2 separate regions of the Macaca mulatta genome follow, and region 1 is linked to region 2. The links are chromatin contacts, called in public Hi-C maps. All regions are on one chromosome and are shown on one strand. The core of a region is the stretch at or near the end of the contact, and the rest is flanking DNA. Distances in the headings are between cores, read along the strand shown.

Region 1 (6,890 bases), core at 1,195-3,694, 80 kb after region 2:
ATACTAAAACACCAACTAGAAAGAAAAAGGTCTGGATGCCTGCTCTTCTGACTCGGGCTGGCCTCGATCAAGTAAAAACTCTAATATCTCAAATTTTTCACCTGTTAAAATGGAGATAGCATCTCTTCTACCTCCATCATAAAGCTACTTTGAAGAATGAGGATTCACAGAAGGATTAAGTACAAAGCACCATGCCATGTAAGATATTCTTATTGGAAGGCAGCTTTACTGAAGTGGAAGGACTATGAAATTTGCAGGGAGACTCACCTGGGTCCAAGTCCCATCTGTAACCCTAGCAGCTGTTCATTTGTTCCTCTGATAAGTGAGGAAGATCATTATATTGTAGGGTGGTAGGGATTAAATAACACTGCACATGGAAAGCACCTGGCACACACTATACACAGGGAATGTTAGTGCTCTATTATAAGCAAGGTTTTTCTGGAAAAAAAAAAAATTGCCCTTTTCAACTTTGGCCTCAGTCCTATACAAAGATCCTAGAATTCAGTTTGCACGAGGGCTTTTCAAATATAAGTGCATAGGAACACAATCACATTATTCAGAAAATATTATGTTTCAGAACTGCGACTAGTCTATAAACCTCAAAACAAAACAGAATGCGCTTAATTTCATGGAAAAGCACATGATGATCTGCCTGGCACAACTAGTGCCTTTGACATTTTATATTAACAAACCATGAGCTGTTGCCCAAACTCATTCACCAAGCACAAGACCTACAATCTAACACTCCATTCTGAGTTCTCACTGAGATGAGCAAGAGTCACCTGAAATCGGCCGGGCGCGGTGTCTCACGCCTGTAATCCCAGCACTCTGGGAGACCAAGGCGGGCAGATTACGAGGTCAGTAGTTCGAGACCAGCCTGCACACATGGTGAAACCCCGTCTGTACTAAAAATACAAAAACTAGCTGGGTGTGGTGGCGGGCACCTGTAATCGCAGCTACCCAGGGAGGCTGAGGCAGGAGAATCGCTTGAAGCCAGGAGGCGGAGGTTGCAGTCAGCCAAGGTCATGCCACTGCACTCCAGCCTGGGTGACAGAATGAGACTCCGGCTAAAAAAAAAAAAAGGCACCTGAAATCATCAAAAATGGTGTACTCATAGGGAGCCAAGCCCAGGCATGTTTCTTCTTGGCTCCCACAGGTGAATTTGAAGTGGCAAGAGAACTTCGTTGATTCTTGTTTTTCTCATTTTAGTTTTACTCTCTATTAAATTGTTACTTTTTACAGTTCACTTATGGATGACAAGTTATTTCCTGTTGGTAGCTGCAATGATTGGGAATTTTGTGATCTGTAAACGAATTAATATCTCATAGAGACCTATTTCCTGTTGGATATGAGACAACAGAGAACACAGTTTTTGTCCACTTGTCTTTTTTGAGGTCAAATCGATGAGAAATTTCTTGCCCTCAAGTAAGGAGAACAACTCTGATACCTGGACTGGCAAGCTTTTGTGTTTCTGTGTTTATTTTTCATCTGTGGCTGAACCTGTAGAATTGAGGGTGTACATTCTCTATCTATATGTCTATGTATCTGTTATTCAGAAAGTCCTTTATTTCTCATTGTGAGTATGTAATGTTTTCCTGTCTCCAGATGGTATTAATAAATTAGATGGTAAAGGCTCTTTAAAAATAAATAAAGCCCCATTCTGGATTCATTTTTCCTCTCAAACTCTGCAGAACATAACCAATTTGAAAAGCCTCTAGATTTGGGGGGTGTAAAAGTTCCATGCAGCTTGAGAGCCATCAGTCATTAAGCCCCTAGTTCCACCCCAAGTCTTGCTGTCCAGAAGCTCAGTCCACTGGGGAGTAAAGAGGCGCTTTAGTATGTTAAATTAAAGCCACAAACATGGCTGCTCCCTAAGGGAGATAATACTGCGTTAAAAGAAAGAGAATTATTTGTCTCTTCCCATTTTCTCCGCTAAATGAGGAGGTTAATAATAAGGCCTCCTTAGCCATGCGTGTTTCCACTGCAGGAAACACCATTCGTGCCCGTTCTGGACTCACCACCCGGCAAGTACCCCAGCACCATCGCCCTGCTAGGCTGACAGACCCCGGGCTGATTTTGACCTTGCAAGAAATGCAAAAGCAACTTTGGGAGGCAGAAGCCAGGTGCCCCGACCTTACCCTCGCTGGAGTTCCCGAAGACCTCGGCTGCACCCGCCACCCGGCGTTCGGATGCCAGCACCGCTACGACCAGCAGCTGCAGGAGCCCCATTGCTGCCAGGGCCGGGCTGGGCCCACGCCAGGGCCAGGGAGGGATGCGGGCGTGCGCGCCGGGGCCCCGCAGCCTCGCCCGCGCTATCCCGGGGCGTCCGCACCGGGCGTCATCGCCTGCCAGGTGCAGACGCCTAGCACCTGCCAGCTCCGCAGCCGCCGGCGCGCGCCCCGCCGCACTCCTAGCGCCAGCGAGAGGTTTCCTCTTCCGGCACCTGACCCCAGGCGCGCGTTCCCGCGCCTCCTCCCGGGCTCTCGCTGCGTCACTGCTGCGGGTCTCCGGGCGCGGGCGGCGCTGGGGCATTTCCAGGCAGCGCGCGCCTCCTGCCGGCGCGCGGGGAACACGCAGCCCGCGACGCTCCCGGGAGCCCCCAGGACATCCTGGCTTGAGGTCCAGTCTTCCCACTTTTATCTCACCAAGTAGGCAAGCCACTGTGAAAGTACAAAATAACTTTCTGTTGCGGACTAACGTCACCAACCTTCTGTTTCCGTCTTTAACGGTCCTTTACAACAGCAAAAAAAAAGAGGAATCGGTTGCGAAAAACACAGTCGAAGGTTATTTCCCCCGGTAGCAACTGTCTTCGCTGCTGAGGCTTATGTTAGTGTAACAACGCCAGGAGAATGCTGTTTGTGTAGTAGCGCACTAGTCATGAGCACTACATTTAAAAACAGTTTCGTTTTCTCTAAGCGAAATATCCTCGAAGACACGGCCTTGGTCTGAACTTCCTCTCAAGTCTCATACCTGAGTGCTGTTTAAGGGACAGTAGTCCATGTGACAGATGGCTCATCGATGATGTGGAATTAGACGCATAGATTTAAAGTTATTTGGGGAGGATTGTCTTGCTTTCCTTCCCTGGTTTTGGTTTTTTTACTTACATATTTTGATGAGCAACTTACAGCTTGGAAATTACATGTTCAGTTAACCTACTACTAACCATCTATAGCTGTGACCATAATGTGAAGAGGTGTTAAAGACAAAATTATTCAATGATACTTGAAGCAACGAACGAAGACTATTGAGGACTGTCTCAGTTGGCATAGGGACCACTGCAACTGGGTCTTGCAGTGCGGAAGAGGGACTGGGCTCAACTCTGAATACAGCACGGGGAAGAGGGAATTGGTAGCCAACCAGCAGCATGGAGTTCAGCGGATGGAAAATTACTAAGAGGAAACATCAGAGGTAAGGGGCATTTAGTGAAACTGACGTTCTAACAGGACTCATCCTGAAGACAGAACATCACCTGGGGCATGGTGGAGGGTGAGGAAACATTAGATATGGAGGAAAGGGGGGATCTTCGCTAAAACTGGATTTTTACAAAGAAGTGCACAGATGGACCTAGCAGAAGATTCAGAAGCCGTACTAAAGTTTGGCCAAGCAAATAATCTTTGCCACAGGCACAGTTCCTTTTCTGCTCTCACACTGCCCCGTCCAAATTTTCACACCTTTGGTACTACTATCTATTTCTGTAATGCTTATTCACTCTCCCACGTGCCCCTATTCCTATAACCCTCAGTAGATGAAATCCAAGGAACATGAAAGGAACAATTATGATAAGGGTAGCATCTAAATCAGTGGATGGATTATTCAATAAATTGTGTTATTACTGATTAGCTGCACTATGGGCAGAAAGAATCAGAACACTATCTCACACTAATTGTGAAAACAAAACCGCAAAGTAATAAACCATAAAAGAACTAGCAGAAGAGGGCTCTCTCTCTTTTTTTTTTTTAATAAATTGATCTCAAAAAGGGAGGAGCTTTCTAAGAAGCAAAACAGCAAAGGAAACAACCATAAAGGAAAATATTGGTAGACTTGGCTACATAAATACTTTTTACATAAATATTTAAATTTTATTAAACACGTAAGCAATATGAAAAGGCAAGTTGATGACCAAAAAATAAAAATTAGCTAAGGACACGAATAGGGAATTTCACCCAAAAAAAAAAGAAATACAAATTACCAGTAAATACATGAAAAAAGTTCAATCTCACTAGTAAACAAACAAATCAAATTAAGAAATTAATATGTAAATATTTTTAAAGTATAAGAACATCCAGTACGGATAAAAGAGCTGAGAAGGAGGCATTCTTAGTAGGTAGGGATAGTGGGAATATACACTTCAATAAAGTAATCCGCATCAAAAATGTTTAAAAATCTTATTTTTGTAGATTTGGTATAATCCACTTTAAGATTTAAGTATGTAATTAAATACACATATAAAAATTAGTATAAGCTGGGGGAAGTGGTACATGCCTGTAGTCCCAGATACTCAGGAGGCTGAGGCAGGAGGATTGCTTCAGCCCAGGAGTTCAAGGGGGCAGTGCTCTATGATTGCACCTGTGAATAGCCACTGCCCTCCGGCCTGGGCAACATAGTGAGACCCCATCTCTTAAAAAAAATTTAGTGTACAAAACTATTCATGAAGGTATTATTTAGAGTATCTAAAACAACCTAAATGCCCAACAATTAGGAATTAAATAACCTATGATACAGCTTTATAATAGAATCCTGTGCAGCCCTTCATTTATATTCTGATTGAAGTCTTTATGGAAAGGCAACTGATGATGCAATAAGTATATATAGTATGTGGTTTTTCTTTTTTTTTCTAACACATCTTTTATTGACTCAGAGGAATGGATACACTTTTGTTGTTTGTTTGTTTGTTTGTTTGTTTTTTGAAATGGAGTCTTGTTCTGTCTCCCAGGCTGGAGTGCAGTGAAGCAATCTTGGCTCACTGCAACGTCCATCTCCTGGGTTCAAGCAATTCTCTTGCCTCTGCCTCCCAAGTAGCTGGGATTAGAGGCACACACCACCATGTCCAGCTAATTTTTTTAGTAGAGATGGGGTTTCACCATGTTGGCCAGGCTGGTCTCGAACTCCTGACCTTGTGATCTGCCTGCCTTGGCCTCCCAAAGTGCTGGGATTATAAGCCACCACACCCGGCCTGTAATTTTTTTTAAAAGACAAGATCTCACTATGTTACCCAGGCTGGCCTCAAACTCCCAGATGTAAGAATTGAAGAAAGAGAAAAAAACAGGAAAGGTGACTTAGAAGTCAAGGATGGGTTTATTGTAGAGAAAACAAACCTGAGAGGGGCTTCTGGCCAGTTAGGTTAGAGGCACACTCTCTTACGGACTAAGAGTTTTTAAGGATTTAGGGTGGGAGTGTTTATCAGAGGCTTAGATTGCTTCTGTGTCTGTTGTGCTTATCTGGGAGGGAGAGTTGTGTGTCTGTTCCCATACATCTTTTTGCAGCTGCAGGCATATCCCTGAGTCTGCTTTTACCTTCCCTATCTTAGTGCATCTGAAGGGAACGGAATGTACTTATTAAGGCCCACTGTTTTACTGGGGTCCATTGTATGAGGGTGAAGTTTGGCAGTTACCCAAGAGACTTTCCCCTCACCTCCCTTTGTGCCTGAGCTGTCTTATCTGTGTTTTACTGTCTCCTCTTTCTGGCTGCTTATAGTTAGAAGAGAAGTGATTTCCTTGAAATGCATGAGGCTAGAAAGGGAGCTGGAACTTAAAGTGGCGGTGTTTGTCCAAGATGACGGTGCTCCTGCTCTGTCACCAGACTCAAGCAATCCTGCCACCTCAGCCTCCAGACTAACTGGGACTGCAGGCTCATAACCACTGTGCCTGCCTTGTTTTCTTTGTAGTATGCATTCCTGGTTATGTGCATAGAAAAAAAGGTTGAAAAATACATGCCAAAATGTTTAAAATAGTTATCTTTAGGTGGTTAAGAATGATTTTCTTTGCACATTTCTGTGTAAAAATTCTACATTGAAGTGTATCATTTTTGAATAAGAAATTATGATTTTGTAAAAGATACATATAATTTTAAAGGTTTTCTTGTAAAAGCATTCAAGATATAAGTACATCTTCCTAAGTATGACACATACATGCTTTTTGTGATGCAACTCCTGTTCATTTCCCTAGGTTCTTGCTGCAACTAAAATCAGACCTCTACATGCGGGTCACGTTGAATTAATTTCAATTTCCTGATCTGAGCCTATTCTCTCTCCTCCATACCTTTGCATCGCAGTTCCCCAGGCCTGCAGTTGCCTGTGCATGCATGACAGCTGATCACAGATGTGTCAGCAATCAGAACAGGGCCTCATTACCTTGGCTTCTAAGTACGGTATTGTGACAGTTTGGGAGGATGATTGGCTGGGGTTCCATGCTCATGTCAGAGTTCCATTGGAGAGCTGAGAAGCAAACAAGCTTAGCAACTTTGCAGATGAGTTCATTTTTCCTATGTATTGAAAGGAAATGCAGAAACTGAAAAGATTCCCAAATCCAAGATACGCATTACTAGAGCCTTAAAGTCTGTTTAGGCCAGACTCAGTGGCTCATGCCTGTAATCCCAGTACTTTAGCAGGCCGAGACAGGAGGATCTATGGAGTCCAGGAGTTCAAGACCAGCCTGGACGACATAGTGAGATCCCCATTCTTACAAAAAAAAAAAAAAACACACACACACAGAAAAAAAAATTAGCTGGGCGTGGTGGGGCACATCTGTAGTCCTAGATACTCAAGCGGCTGAGGCAGGAGAATTGTTTGAGCCTAGGAGTTTGAGTTTGCAGCAAGTCATGATCATGCCACTGTACTCCAGCCTGGGTGACAGAGCAAGACTCTGTATCTAATAAAACAAAAGTCTGTTAAA
Region 2 (7,168 bases), core at 953-3,452:
AAGTGCTCAATAATTGTTAGCTGTTATTATTACCGGCCCCAATTAAACATCCATTATATATTCATCCCAAAGGGCAGCGTTATGTACCACATTTTAAGTAATAAACACACAGTCATAATCTACAGCAAATTCATATAAAAAATTCATTTATGCAGTTAAGTACATCCCCAAAATCATGATTTTGTTTGTACTTCACACTCACCAGCTTTTTGAAAGGAAATATATCATACATTATTCTACAATATTCCATGGAAGATTCTACTGAGCAAGTCCACAATGATTTAGATATGGGGGCCAAAGGAATGATTCCTTGGGTTCTATTCTTCACCAGCATATCAAACTCGACATGCTGCCTGCATGATTCTGCCATATAAGGGCAGTGATCCACAACAAACACTGTTTTATGAGATTCAGAAAAAATCTTCATTTTGTTTTGACCTGTAAAGGGAAAAACATATTAGCCAAATATTTATACATAACATTTAGTATCTTAAATTTTTTCTTATTTTCTCAAGAAGATTCTTTTCCTCAAGAAGACTTGATAGGGAACATGAGTAATATGTTCAAAGAAATCTGTCCAACAAAGGACAGTTTAATGAGGTCATGACCAGAAAGCAACGGTATCAATACACCATATGAGGCTGTTACTCTACCAGGCACAGACAAAATTACTAGTGCATACATTTTTGGTTTTGCTTTTAAAATGAACTTAAAATTGTCAGAGGGAAACATTTTGACATTTAATTGTATTTGATTCCCTTACATATACGAAACATAGTAAGTGACAAATACTCTTGAAATACACCTTTATGGTCCTTGCTAATTGACGTTCGTCACATATAAACCCCAAGCCAGTATTTTTGGACTTCCCTCCTAGAAAAACGTTTGAAGATTTCTGGAAAAGGGGGACTGGGGGGTAGGGGTGCGGAATTAACAGGAAAGTGGAGTGACAGCAAAAGAAAAGGCCAAAACAAAGATAAACATCTCCTAAGATAACCGCACATTAGGTCTTCGCCTTAGGATGAGGACCCCAACTTCACACTCTCCCCTTAGCTTTTGAAACATCACAGTAATTTACAAGGTAGAGCAGAAAAACTTAGTTGTTACCATCACACTGGTGTGGAAGAGGAAATTTAAAACTTTTAAAACTTTTACTTATTAAAACAGAGCATATGGTACTCCCCTGCTTCGCTAACAAAATCTTATACTGAATAGACAATCCACATTCGAAAAGCACATGGCAAGCAAAGCCAAAGTGTTAATCAAAACGAACTGATTTCTTACGATCCAGCTATTTTCACCTCCTGCTTTCAAGACGCATCTCCCCTTCACGCAAAACTCTCTGAGAAACCTTCTAGACCCACTTTGCTGCAGGGTGGGGGGTGGAAAATACAAGGTGAGTGGATAAGACCTCAGGATCGAGGTTCGCTTACTTTCGTGCCTGGTCCTGCAGTGAAAACGAAGAGGCTATGGACCACAGCCTCTCTGGAAAAGGCTGCTGGCTGGGTGGGGAGAGTCAGCGCACAGTCGGGAGTGTCTGGTGCCACAGACAGGGGACTATGCTTTCCCCGATCATCTCCTAGCACACCGGTCCTTCCCAGGCTTCCTGAGAGCAAGAGCGCGCGTGCGCGTGCACACTCACACACTCGGGCTCGCGCGTGCGCACAGCGATCTCCGACAGCCCCGCCAAGTCTCCCTTCCCCCTCGGAGGGCCAGGCTTCCCAGTCGCCGAACAGGAAGAGGGCGGGGCCAAAGAGGAAAAAAAAGCCTCCACCCCTCGAGATTTTCCACCCACTAATTTTCCCAGTCACCCATTGGGAAGCAGGATCTGGGCGACCTGAAAGCCTCCCCAACAGCGAAGTACCAACCACGGCCCCCTGAGCGTACGGCCCACCCACCCGGTCTCCCCTTCTCTGTCTCTCCACCCTGGCCGGTTTCCCCTGGAAAAACTCGCGAGACTTTGCGAGAGGCCGAGCGAAGGCCTGGGAGGGGAGGAATAGGGAGGGACATACAAGGGCCCCGCCCCGCTTTCTCGCGCAAAGCGGAGAGTGGTCGGTTTTGCCCCACCGTAACGCGAGGAAGGAAATCTCGCGAGGCTGGAGTCCTCCGGGAGAGCCTGTCGGAGGCGGTCGGCGGAGGTGTCTACCCATCCGGTGATGGGGCTGAACGCCACTGTCTGCCCGGACACCCCTACGCTGCCTCCGTGCGGCTCTGCGTCTGCTTGCTGAGGAGGCGGATTAGGGGCGCAGAGTCTCTTCCTTTGAGTGCCTAGGTCCCGGTTAGTAGAGGCTTTGAGTCCGCATCGCCACAGCTGACGGCTGCGAGGGACTAAGAGCAGAGTAAGTGGACTAAATCCAGGGACGGGAGCAGGGGTGGGCGACTCGGAGGCGTCCTTCGCTGGGGCAGTCTTTCGCCCGGGCCGGTGCCTTGCGCCTCTTGAACCACCGGCGCGCAGCCCTGGCCGCTTCCAGCCGCAGGTTCCCAGCTCCTGGGAACCGGAGTTCCTCTCCGCACCCCTCCGGCTCCGAGCTCCTCATAATGGAGATGGGGTGCGGAAAGTTTAGTGAAAAGCCTTGGCCCTAACGCTTTGGACACACCTTCCGTATCTACTTTCATCCTGCCTTGGCCACCTGCGGGCTCACCACCGGACGGGGGACCCTTTCAGTCACCTGTTTGCAGCGTCTAATGGAGATAACTTGTTTCTTGAAACTGCTCTCCAAGGGGTATTACTCTTTTCTGGTTTACTTCTTGCCTTTCTTCTGTATCCCATCTCTGATAACGGTTCCAGTATCTGTCCTGCTATCCAAACTGGAAAACCAGGAATCATCCTTGGTTCTTCATTTCCACTCACACTGCATTGTATTATTATTATTTTTTTCGCCAGAATTAGTGCGGTTGCCCTCCCGCCCCCCGCCCTCCACTGGTTTCTCTGCTATAATCCTTCCATAGAGTTATTCTAAAATACATATTTATCTCTGTCCTTTCCTTAAACTTTTTAGTAACTGTATTGCTGACAGAATCAAATCCTAATTGTTAAGCACATCATCATTCAGGATCTTTTACAGTCTGCCCCAATCCATTTTACCTTTTAGTCTTGCTTTAATATCCGACCATACCAGATTATACTGGCTGTTTCCCCAAACATGCCATGCACTTTGACAGCTCTGTACTTTTGTACGTGCAGTACCATCTGTCTAGGATACTTACTGTTCCTCTCTTTTACCGCCTATCAAAACCCAATTCATAAATCATTGTCTTCTCATACTCCCCCAGGTGACATTGATACCGCTGTGCTCCCTACGCATTTGAAACATTTCTTCTGCAGTATTTATTAGGTTGTATTATTTGTTTCTGTATCTGCCTCTCCTGCCAATTTGAACCTGGGTCTGTCTGGAATCAGGTCTTACTCATCTCTGAGAAAAAGTCCAATACTTGACACGTAGCAAGCATTATTTATATATACATATGTATATTTATTGAAATTGAATAGTTCTAAAGAATTCACCATAAGAGTTCTTCATCCTTTAAAATCATAGAATTTTGGAGCCAGAAGGAACTCTGTACATTGGCTTAAAGGCTCCTGACCTGTTTTGAATGTGAGAAACCCTGCACTTCTAATACACACGCAGTTGTACTTTTAGTAATTGTTGATTGAAATTACGTATAATGACAGAAAACTACTATGCTTTTAAATGATTTTGTATTTTATTTTTGTAGTATCTTTATATTTGAGAAATGGAGCAGAAATCTCCATTGACTACAGACAGTGCTTGGAGTATGTGCATTCAGGCAACTCTTCCACTGACTCCTTCGCCTGTAGGTTAGAAATAGCTGGTTTATATTAGGTTCCTTCTTGAATTGTCATAACTGTTTAAACATATGTATATGAAACTTATATTCAGCCATAATTCTAAGGGAACGTGTAATATTTTAAAAAATCCTCGTGTCATTACTTCCAAAATCTTTCTTCCAACTTTAAAAATTAATTTTCTTCAGAAAGTGTCTATACATTTACAAACGTATATTCATTCCACTGTTTTCAAGAACAGTGAAAATTTTCTTTGCTTTCAGATACAGCGATATGTCTGTGTAAATGCTTGTTTTTATATGTAATTTACATGCATTCTTTCTTGCATTCTTAAGATTATAAGTTTATTTGAAAACCATGACTATACCTTTTAGTTTTTTTATTTTCATATGGGTCAGTTCATATAATATTAGAGATATATACCTGAACATGAAAAAATTTAAACTAGATTGTCGACATTTAAAAACACATCTGTGGTGTATCAGTAGCCACAGTATTTCTGTGTAGATGTAGTGGTAGGAGTAGTGGATTGGCCGATAAGGGAAACAAAGTTTCCAATCAGTAAACATTCATTGATCTTATAGTTAATGTGACGCCTAATTAAAATGGTTGCTAGGCTTTTATTATCTAGAAAATACTTGAAATTTTTTTAGTCCTTAAAATTTCTCTTACATTTCATATATATTCCCATTTATTTTCTGAGGTTGGCTTGAAAAATATGACTTGAATTTCCTTAAATTTTTCTTAACCAAAATCTGAAAGTAAACAGCTGGCAATTGCTGTCTTGGGTGGGTGGTGGTTTCTCTTTTATCAGCAGCAGAATGTTCTGAGCCTTCTGCCAGGAGTCTGACTGCAAAAGTCTTTGGGTGGTAAAGTGGGCGAGAATGTGACTAATGCAGAAAAGAAAAAAATAATTTTTTTAACTTGCTAAAAAAAAAAAAAAGATTCACCTGTAATTTGGACCTGCCTAGAGAAAATAATGTAAGTAAGTGTATTATGGCCAGTTAAGATAGGCACTACAAAAATAGGTCAAAAAGTTTAGAATATTCCTTTTTTACTGAAGTCTGTTTTTTTTTTTTTTTTTTGAGATGGAGTCTTGCTCTGTCGCCCAGGCTGGAGTGCAGTGGCGCCATCTCGGCTTACTGCAAGCTCCACCTCCACCTCCTGGGTTCAGGCCATTCTCCTGCCTCAGCCTCCCGAGTAGCTGGGACTACAGGCACCCGCCACCACGCCCGGCTAATTTTTTGTATTTTTAGTAGAGATAGGGTTTCACCCTGTTAGCCAGGATGGTCTCAATCTCCTGACCACATGATCTGCCCGTCTCGGCCTCCCAGTGAAGTCTGTTTTTTAAAATTTGAAACTTGTTAGAGAGTTTGGAAAACAGTCTTCTTCCTCCCACTCCACTTCCTGGCCAAAAAAGAGGGGAAGCATAATGGTCTTCAAAAAAGGTGATAAAGTAAATGCATATTAAAAAATATTTTAAACTTTTGTGTGGTTTCACTTACAGGAAATGAACATGCAAATTCTTAGAAACTGTTGTCACTGTGTTTCTGAAATGCTAAAAAAATTATGCTTTGAGCTATCTACTGTTTATAATTCCTTTCCCTGAATAGGTAGGTTTTTATAGTTAACAAATTTTAAATGTAGTTCATTTTGATAGTAGTATTTCATTATGCAATCTGGAGAGGAGAGAATGTTTTTCATAAAGTGGATGTTAATTGCAATTTTAAAAAGCCAATCAGTAAACATTCATTAATCTTGTAATTAACTGTGACACCTAATTAAAATGGTTGCTTGCTAGGCTGTTAAGTCTGGAAAATATTTGAATTTTTTTAATTCTTTAAAATTTGTCTTCATATACATTCCCATTTCTTTTCTATGGCGGCTTGAAAATTTTAAAAAATATCTTGGATGTTCCATTTGTGGGGTAGGGTCAGAGAATTTACTTTCTTTTGTTTTCCACCTAATGAGATTGAAATGATTTCTGTATAGGTGAAAAGCAAACAGAACCCTGGGAATCCAGTGTGACTTAAGAATAGGACACTAGACTGGGGATCAGAAGTTCTATTTTTGTTGGTAGTTTGGCTCCTTCCTTTCTTTGTGGCGCTGTCATTCGGCTTTTTTGTTTGAGTTGGAGTCTCGCTCTGTCGCCCAGGCTGGGGTGCAATGGCGCAATCTCAGCTCACTGCAACCTCCACCTCCCGGGCTCAAGCAGTTCTCCTGCCTCAGCCTCCCGAGTAGCTGGGATTACAGGCGTGCGCCACCACACCCGGCTAATTGTTGCATTTTTAGTAGGGACAGGGTTTCATGTTGGTCAGGCTCGTCTCGATCTCCTGGCCTTGTGATCCGCCTGCCTTGGCCTCCCAGAGTACTGGGATTACAGGCGTGAGCCACTCAGCTTTTTAGATTTGGAATTCCTGGGTCTATTTCCTCATTGGTAAAATGGGAATAACACTTGTCCTCTTGCCCAAATGACAGTATAAAGTAGTTATTGCTCAGATTCAGAAGGCTACCAACAGTTTGAATTAATTAAAATTATTACCTAACAGTTTGATTTTCCTTTAGGGTACTCTAGAGATCCATTTGGATAGAGTTAGGTTAGAGAGAAGGCAAAGAATAGGTGAAGCAATTTTAAAGAAGAAAACAGTGACTTATACATATTAGCAAGAGTTTATTTTACAGCTGTTACATTTGAGGCAATGTGGTATTGATGCAGAAATAAATCGTCATTTTAAGAGGGCAGGTTTCATCATGGTTCTAATTGCGTTTCTTTAATGGCTGATGATGTTGAACATCTTTTCTTGTTTCTTATTTGTCCATATCTTTTTGGTTCACGAGTAAAGTCTTTTATTCATTTTTATTTGGATTATTTTCTTACTGTTTCGAGAGGTTTTTATGTGTTCTAGATACAAGTCCTTTGTTGGATAAGTAATTTGAAAATATTTTCTCCCAGCCTGTAGCTTGTCTTTTCAAACTCTCTAAACAGTGTCTTTCCCAGAACAAAAGTTTGTGGTTTTGATGAGGTTCAGTTTATCAAATTTTTCTTTTATGAATCATGCTTTTAGTGTCATGTTTACAAAAACCTTTGCCTAACCCCAGGTCACAAATATTTTCTCTTAATTTTTTCCTGGAAGTGTTATTGTTTTTAATTTTGCATTTAGACTTATGGTCCATTTTGAGTTAATTTTGGTATAAAGTGTAAGAATTACGTTGGGATTAAACTTTTGGCATATAGATGTCCAGTTCCTCCAACAACATTTGTTGAAAAAGCCAACCTTTCTCCTCTGACTTGCCTTTGCACCTTTTCAAAAATCAGTTGGTCATTTTTGTATGGCCCTGTTTCTAAACTTATTCTGTCTC

What was found. Hi-C and Micro-C count contacts between places; a contact is called where the count stands out from the background.
Region 1: a contact with region 2 is called in a Hi-C map of liver, with 4 times the contacts expected there. The contact joins the promoter of TM7SF3 here to the promoter of FGFR1OP2 in region 2. A contact is called at or near these places in 5 of 14 Hi-C or Micro-C datasets (blood, cortical neurons, fetal cortex germinal zone and 2 more).

The regions. Positions count from the first base shown.
Region 1 is chr11:29,379,405-29,386,294 of T2T-MMU8v2.0, forward strand. TM7SF3 (transmembrane 7 superfamily member 3) reads right to left here and starts at 2,445. Exons shown (of 12, transcript XM_001099269.5): 1 at 2,139-2,445. The coding sequence starts at 2,229.
Region 2 is chr11:29,299,304-29,306,471 of T2T-MMU8v2.0, forward strand. FGFR1OP2 (FGFR1 oncogene partner 2) reads left to right here and starts at 2,203. Exons shown (of 6, transcript NM_001257773.1): 1 at 2,203-2,339. It overlaps INTS13 (integrator complex subunit 13), which reads right to left and starts at 2,177. Exons shown (of 16, transcript XM_077953754.1): 1 at 1,899-2,177; 2 at 203-438. The coding sequence starts at 2,010.